Regions from separate parts of the Sus scrofa genome. Here region 1 is linked to region 2. Evidence: chromatin contacts called from public HiChIP or PLAC-seq data. All regions are on one chromosome and are shown on one strand. Each heading gives the region's core, a stretch centred on a gene start, on an enhancer-like site or on the middle of the called end of the contact. The rest is flanking DNA. Distances are from core to core; before and after follow the strand shown. Region 1 overlaps CMBL (carboxymethylenebutenolidase homolog). Region 2 overlaps MARCH6 (membrane associated ring-CH-type finger 6).

What was found. HiChIP or PLAC-seq counts read pairs in DNA pulled down with a chosen protein or histone mark.
Region 1: a contact with region 2 is called in an H3K27ac HiChIP or PLAC-seq map of alveolar macrophages. The contact joins two enhancer-like sites. A contact is called at or near these places in 1 of 5 promoter capture datasets (liver), 25 of 47 Hi-C or Micro-C datasets (alveolar macrophages, blood, brain and 12 more) and 2 of 2 datasets of contacts at active chromatin or transcription factors (alveolar macrophages and skeletal muscle).

What each region holds. Positions count from the first base shown.
Region 1 is chr16:72,187,639-72,190,538 of Sscrofa11.1, forward strand. All of the region lies in intron 1 of CMBL (carboxymethylenebutenolidase homolog), which reads left to right. Among named protein-coding and RNA genes, the nearest start is that of CMBL, 18 kb to the left of the region's middle. Within about 2 kb of position 1,438, at least 2 of the 83 cell types and tissues checked have an H3K27ac peak or open chromatin away from gene starts, as enhancers often do. A contact at or near this core is called in alveolar macrophages, where this site is marked.
Region 2 is chr16:72,105,575-72,108,326 of Sscrofa11.1, forward strand. MARCH6 (membrane associated ring-CH-type finger 6) reads right to left here. Exons shown (of 27, transcript NM_001130535.1): 2 at 274-370. Among named protein-coding and RNA genes, the nearest start is that of MARCH6, 21 kb to the right of the region's middle. Within about 2 kb of position 1,372, at least 15 of the 83 cell types and tissues checked have an H3K27ac peak or open chromatin away from gene starts, as enhancers often do. A contact at or near this core is called in alveolar macrophages, where this site is marked.

The DNA.
Region 1 (2,900 bases), core at 188-2,687, 82 kb after region 2:
AAATTAGGGCATCAGTCTCCTTAATCCACTGGATCGAGACCAGGGATCGAATCCACAACCTCATGGTTTCTGGTCGAATCTGTGAACCACTGAGCCACGACGGGAACTCCCCAGCTGCTTCCTGGCTTTTCACTTCTTTTCTACAAAGTCCTTGTGTACTTAAAGTTGAGAATATGAATTACCTGTGTAAGTGTTTTCTCCTGTTAATTTGACTTTTGTTAGTTACTTTCACAGGCCCGCAGGTGCTGCACCTAAGAGGGTAGGAAGACAGTCCAGGATACCGGTATTTCTCTCAGCACCAGTGCATTTCAACTTTGGCTCCACAGTGTTTTCATTGTAATTCAGTTCTAAACCTTTTGAATTTGGAGTTGCCTGGTGGCCTAGTGGGTTCAGGATCTAGTGTTGTCCCTGCTGTGGTGTGGGTTCGATCCCTGGCTTAGGACCTTCCACGTGCCGAGGGTGCAGCCAAAGGAAAAAAAAACAACCACCAACCTTTTGAATTTTTATCATTTCTTTGTTGTACGAATATAACACATTTTATATAAAATCTTTGTGTTGACTTGTAGGGTGGGTTAACATGTGGCAGTTTTGGAGTTCCTGTTGAGGCTCAGCGGTCCACAAATCTGACTAGGAACCACGAGGTTGCCGGTTCGATCCCTGGCCTCGATCCAGTGGATTAAGGATACGGTGTTGCCTTGAGCTGTGGTGTAGGTTGCAGACGTAGCTCTGATCCAGCATGGCTGTGGCTGTGGTGTCGTCCAGTGGCTACAGCTCTGACTTGACCCCTAGCCTGGGACCCTCCATATGCCAAGGGTTTGGCCCTAAATAGACAAAAAAGACAAACAAACAAATGAAAATTTGTTGCAGTTTTGGAGGCTGTTCACATCGACTTGAAAAGACTGCATATTCTCTAACTGCAAATGAAGAGATCTCTGTCTTCAGGTTCAACCTTCCCACTTTTTCCTTTTCGAGGGAACCTTCTTGAATTTTTTTAAAAGATCTCATTCGAGGGAGCTCCTGTTGTGGCTCAGTGGGTTACGAACCTAACTACTATCCATGAGGACGAGGGTTCGATCCCTGGCCTTGCTCAGTGGGTTAAGGATCCAGCGCTGCCGTGAGCTGTGGTGCAGGTCACAGACACGGCTCGAATCCCAAGTGGCTGTGGCTGTGGTGTAGGCCGGCAGCTGCAGCTCTGATTTGACCCCTAGCCTGGGAACTTCCCTTTTGGGGTGTGGTCCTAAAAAGCAAAAAAGCAAAAAAAAAAAAAAAAAATAGATTTAAAAGGTTTGCGACTCTGTCTCAGAATGAATTTATTTATTTGCACTTGTTGGGGTTTATCTCGGCCACACGATTTCGTGCTCTCTGGTTGGAAGCATGTCCGTGTTCTTCCCCTCCTCCATTCCTGCCTTCTGTTTGCGTGGTCAGGCCTGTTTGGGTCTCTTCCTCCTTTCTGTTCCCTCAGCTCTGCTGCTGCGTGTTTCTTTGGGCCGCTTCCTCCTGGCAGGCTCTTTTGGGTAAGCATGTCCTCGGTGGGAAGTGTTTTTCCAGCCTGGGTTGTGAACGTCTTGCTCTAAAGTAGATGTGCATTTGTCTCTGCCAGGTGCCCAGGGATGTCACGGCCCAGGGTCCCACTGCTGTGTCGGTTTCTCAGCCTAGGCATTCCTACTTCAAAAGGACGGTGCAGGAGTTCCCTGGTGGAGCAGCTGTTTAAGGATCCAGCATTGCTGCAACTGCGGCTTGGTTTCGATCCTTGACCCAGAAACTTTTGCCATGGGTATGGCCAAAAAGAAGAAAGAAAAGACCGAAAAAAAGGATGGTGCAGGAGGAGTTCCCTGGGTCCTTTATTGTCACTGCTGTCATGCGTGTTCGGTCCCTGGCCTGGGAACTTCCACATGCTGTGGGTGCAGCCAAACAAAACAAAAGGATGCTGCCAATTTGAACTGGTTTTGTTGTTGTTGAAGATTTTACATTCATTTATTATCCAGTTTTATTTTATTATTTTATTTTATTTTCTGTGGTTTCTTTTTTCCTTTCCTGGGCTTCCTTGCCATAGTCCTAGATCTGGTGGGCAGAGTTTTTCTTTTTCTTTTTTTCTTTTTCTTTTTTTCTTTTTGTTGTTGGTTTTTTATTTTCTTCACTAACCATGAACTGTTGAGGACTCAGACATAGTGTGTCTCATGGGGTCCCAGGGCCTCACTGGATATGGACCCCTGAGCAGCAGTTGTGCGAGCGCCTGTCTCTGGGTCTGGCCCTGTTACCGCCGGCATCCTGGCTCCCTCCCAGCTGCTCCTGCCATCCTGACCCTGGTTTTCAGTTTCCTCTTTGGTCCAGCTTGGGGAGTTGCCCCCTCCTTCTTCTGCACTCCATCATTTTAGTTTTTATTTGTTTTTTTTGTTGTTTTTTTTTTGTTTTTTTTTTTGTCTTTTTGCTATTTCTTGGGCCGCTCCCTCAGCATATGGAGGCTCCCAGGCTAGGGGTCTAATCGGAGCTGTAGCCACCGGCCTACGCCAGAGCCACAGCAACGCAGGATCCGAGCCGCATCTGCAACCTACACTGCAGCTCACGGCAACGCCGGATCCTTAACCCACTGAGCAAGGGCAGGGATCGAACCCACAACCTCATGGTTCCTAGTCGGATTCGTTCACCACTGCGCCACGACAGGAACTCCTGTTTTATTTGTTGGTTACATTCACTCAGGTATTTCTAGCATTTGTAATGGATTTTTTAAAAAGTATAGTTGATTTACAATGTTGTGCCAATGTGTGCTGTACAACAGAATGACCTGATCATATTATACATACATTCCCTTTCTTATGTTATCTTCCAACATGGTCTATCACAAGTGATTAGCTATAAGTTCCCTGTGCTATACAGCAGGACCTCATTGCTTATCCATTCTA
Region 2 (2,752 bases), core at 122-2,621:
CCATGCCAAGCAAAACTAGAAAACTCTAATACTTCCAATGAACAAAATAAGCTCTCCACAGTAGAAATACATAAATGGGTACTCACATGTACCTGGAAGACAATATACCAAAATGTCATGGTATGGTAATAAGAAATATGCATAATTTCCCAATTTTCACAATACAATTTTTTAAAAATTAACTACAGAGAAAATTCATTAAAATAGTCCCCCTTATTACAAGGTAACAAAAGTGAAGCTCAGACATAAAAATTTCCTAAAAGGATGACTCACCATTCTTGATGGATAAACTTAATACTGCCAGTACATACACAAGGATGATAAAGAGGTTTCTCAGGTGTTCCCTCTGACCGACACACTCTACATATGTCTATTAATGAAAAAGAAATATCGAATTATCTTTGGCTATAACTTTAAAAGACTACCAAAAACTAAAACAGTCCATGTTAAAGCAAGACACAATCACTAGATAAAACATTAATAAACATTATGGAGAAATGGGAAGTTCCCTTTGTGACTCAAAGGATTAAGAATCCAACTAGTATCCACGAGGACGGGAAGGTTTGATCCCTGGCCTTGCTCAGTGGGTTAAGGATCTGGCGTTGCCATGAGCTGTGGTCTAGGTCAGACGCGGCTCAGATCTGGTGTTGCTGTGGCTGTGATGTAGGCCAGCAGCTGCAGCTCTGATTCAACCCCCAGCCTAAGAACTTCCATATGCCACAGGTGTGGACCTAAAAAGAAAAAAAAAATGAAGAAATGAAAGGTGGGATCAGGATGACAAGCAAGTATATCTGAAACTTTCAAATTTTCTCTTATACAAAAAGGTCAACTGCTAGTTTGTGCGAGAACTCTGTAAATAAATCAAAATTGAAAATAACAAACAGTGGCTTTATTTAAAATCGCACTCTCATTACTAACAAATTATAAATAGAAATATGCAAAATCACATCACTGCTCACGTCCTAACAGTTTAAAATCCTAAGTCCAGTCCTAAGTTTAAACTCCATTAAAACACATCTTGGGGGAAAAAACAGCAGTGAGCGGACCTGGAGATATCTCACCACTAAAGGGACACACACACACACACACACACACACTCTCCCTCTCTCTCTCTCTCTCTCTCTCTCTCTCTCTCTCTCTCTCTCTCTCTCTCTCTCTCTCTCTCTCTCTCACCACTAGAGGGAGATACACACACAAAATGGGGGGAGTACCCCAAGACTGTGAAGGCGACACACACACACACACACACACACACACACCTCTCTCACCACTAGAGGGAGATACACACACAAAATGGGGGGAGTACCCCAAGACTGTGAAGGCGCCAGAGAGGCTGCATTATGCAGAAACTACGGGAGCTCAGGGCTACAGGGTCCACAGCCAGAGGGCAGCAGCTCTTTCCTCACTCCCTCCACACCCCTCCCTACCCCACCCCTGCCCACACCCCAAGTGGTTCTCAGGGCACTACTTGTCAGAGTTACCTGGGGTGGCAGATGACACACAGATGACTGAAACAGATCCATCTTGCTGTTAGCTCTTTAATGTGGTCCTGCCACAGGACCACCAACCAAAACCTGGTTGCAACTTTTTATTTAGACCATCTTCTCAATGATCCACCAAGGCCAAGTGCAAACCCCAAGTGGCAATCTGAGGGCCCAGTGGCAGGGTGAGCAAGAGGGAAGGGCCTGATAAAAGCTTCTGATTGACTCTTTTACAGGGAATTCCTCATTAATGAGGAATAACTGCAACCCAGAGCCTACCACAAAAGGATTTAATAATCAACCCCCAGCACCTGCCAGACTAGGATGTGCACACACAGGGCAGTGTGGCAAAGTCCCAGCCACTTAAGAGCATCAGTGACTTCTGACTGCTCAGTCTTGGGCTGCTCAACAACATCTGTCAAAGTTAGGGATACTGAACTTTCAGGGTAACCTAAGTGGTTAGCACACTAGTCTCCCTGGTTGTCAATAAACCAGACAACACAGAAAAGGTCATGCAACAACCACCCACGGAAGAGCTATCAACATGCCAATCCTGCCTGCAATGGAGTCGAGTAGGGTTGTCCAGCTTGAGTCAAATTAGGCATAGGTTACATAGCTGTGCCTTTTCAACTTCAGCTTTGAAACCAGACACTCCAGCTACCACATTTGAGGGATGTGGTTTCCTAGAAGCTGCCAGCACATTACTGGGAATAACACTGGCACTGGCATCATTTATGGTCAGAACAACACAGGCTTGGAATTTCTTCAAACCTCCTATTTTCACCTTCATCCTTAATTAATGGAAACATCCATGGCAAAAGCTTATTCTCTGGTCAGAACTGCATCAATTGAAGACTGTGAGCTCTAGTGATACAATACCAATCTCCCAATCATCCCACCTAACAGGCCTCTGCAACCAAAGTTTTAACACAAACGAAACTGAACCACATTCCCCTTCTGCAATTTCCAGGGGCAGTGTGCAGGCAGCCTTCTTTGAGTACCCCAGTTTCCTCAAGAGCATATTTCAGCCCAGGGAAACTCGGCTCAGAGCCAGGACAAGCAAGAAGCAGAGGATGAGGATGGAACAGGGGCTCCCCAGTGTAGACACACTGCCCTACAGGAGATCACACAGCATTTTAACACACGAAATTCACTACCTTGCCATTGAAACTAGGGATTTCTTCAGCTGCAGGCAGGATTTGCCCTGCAATGGGTCAGCCTTAAAGGATTCTAAGTGGCCTCATTCCAATTACCGGACCTTGAAAAACTCC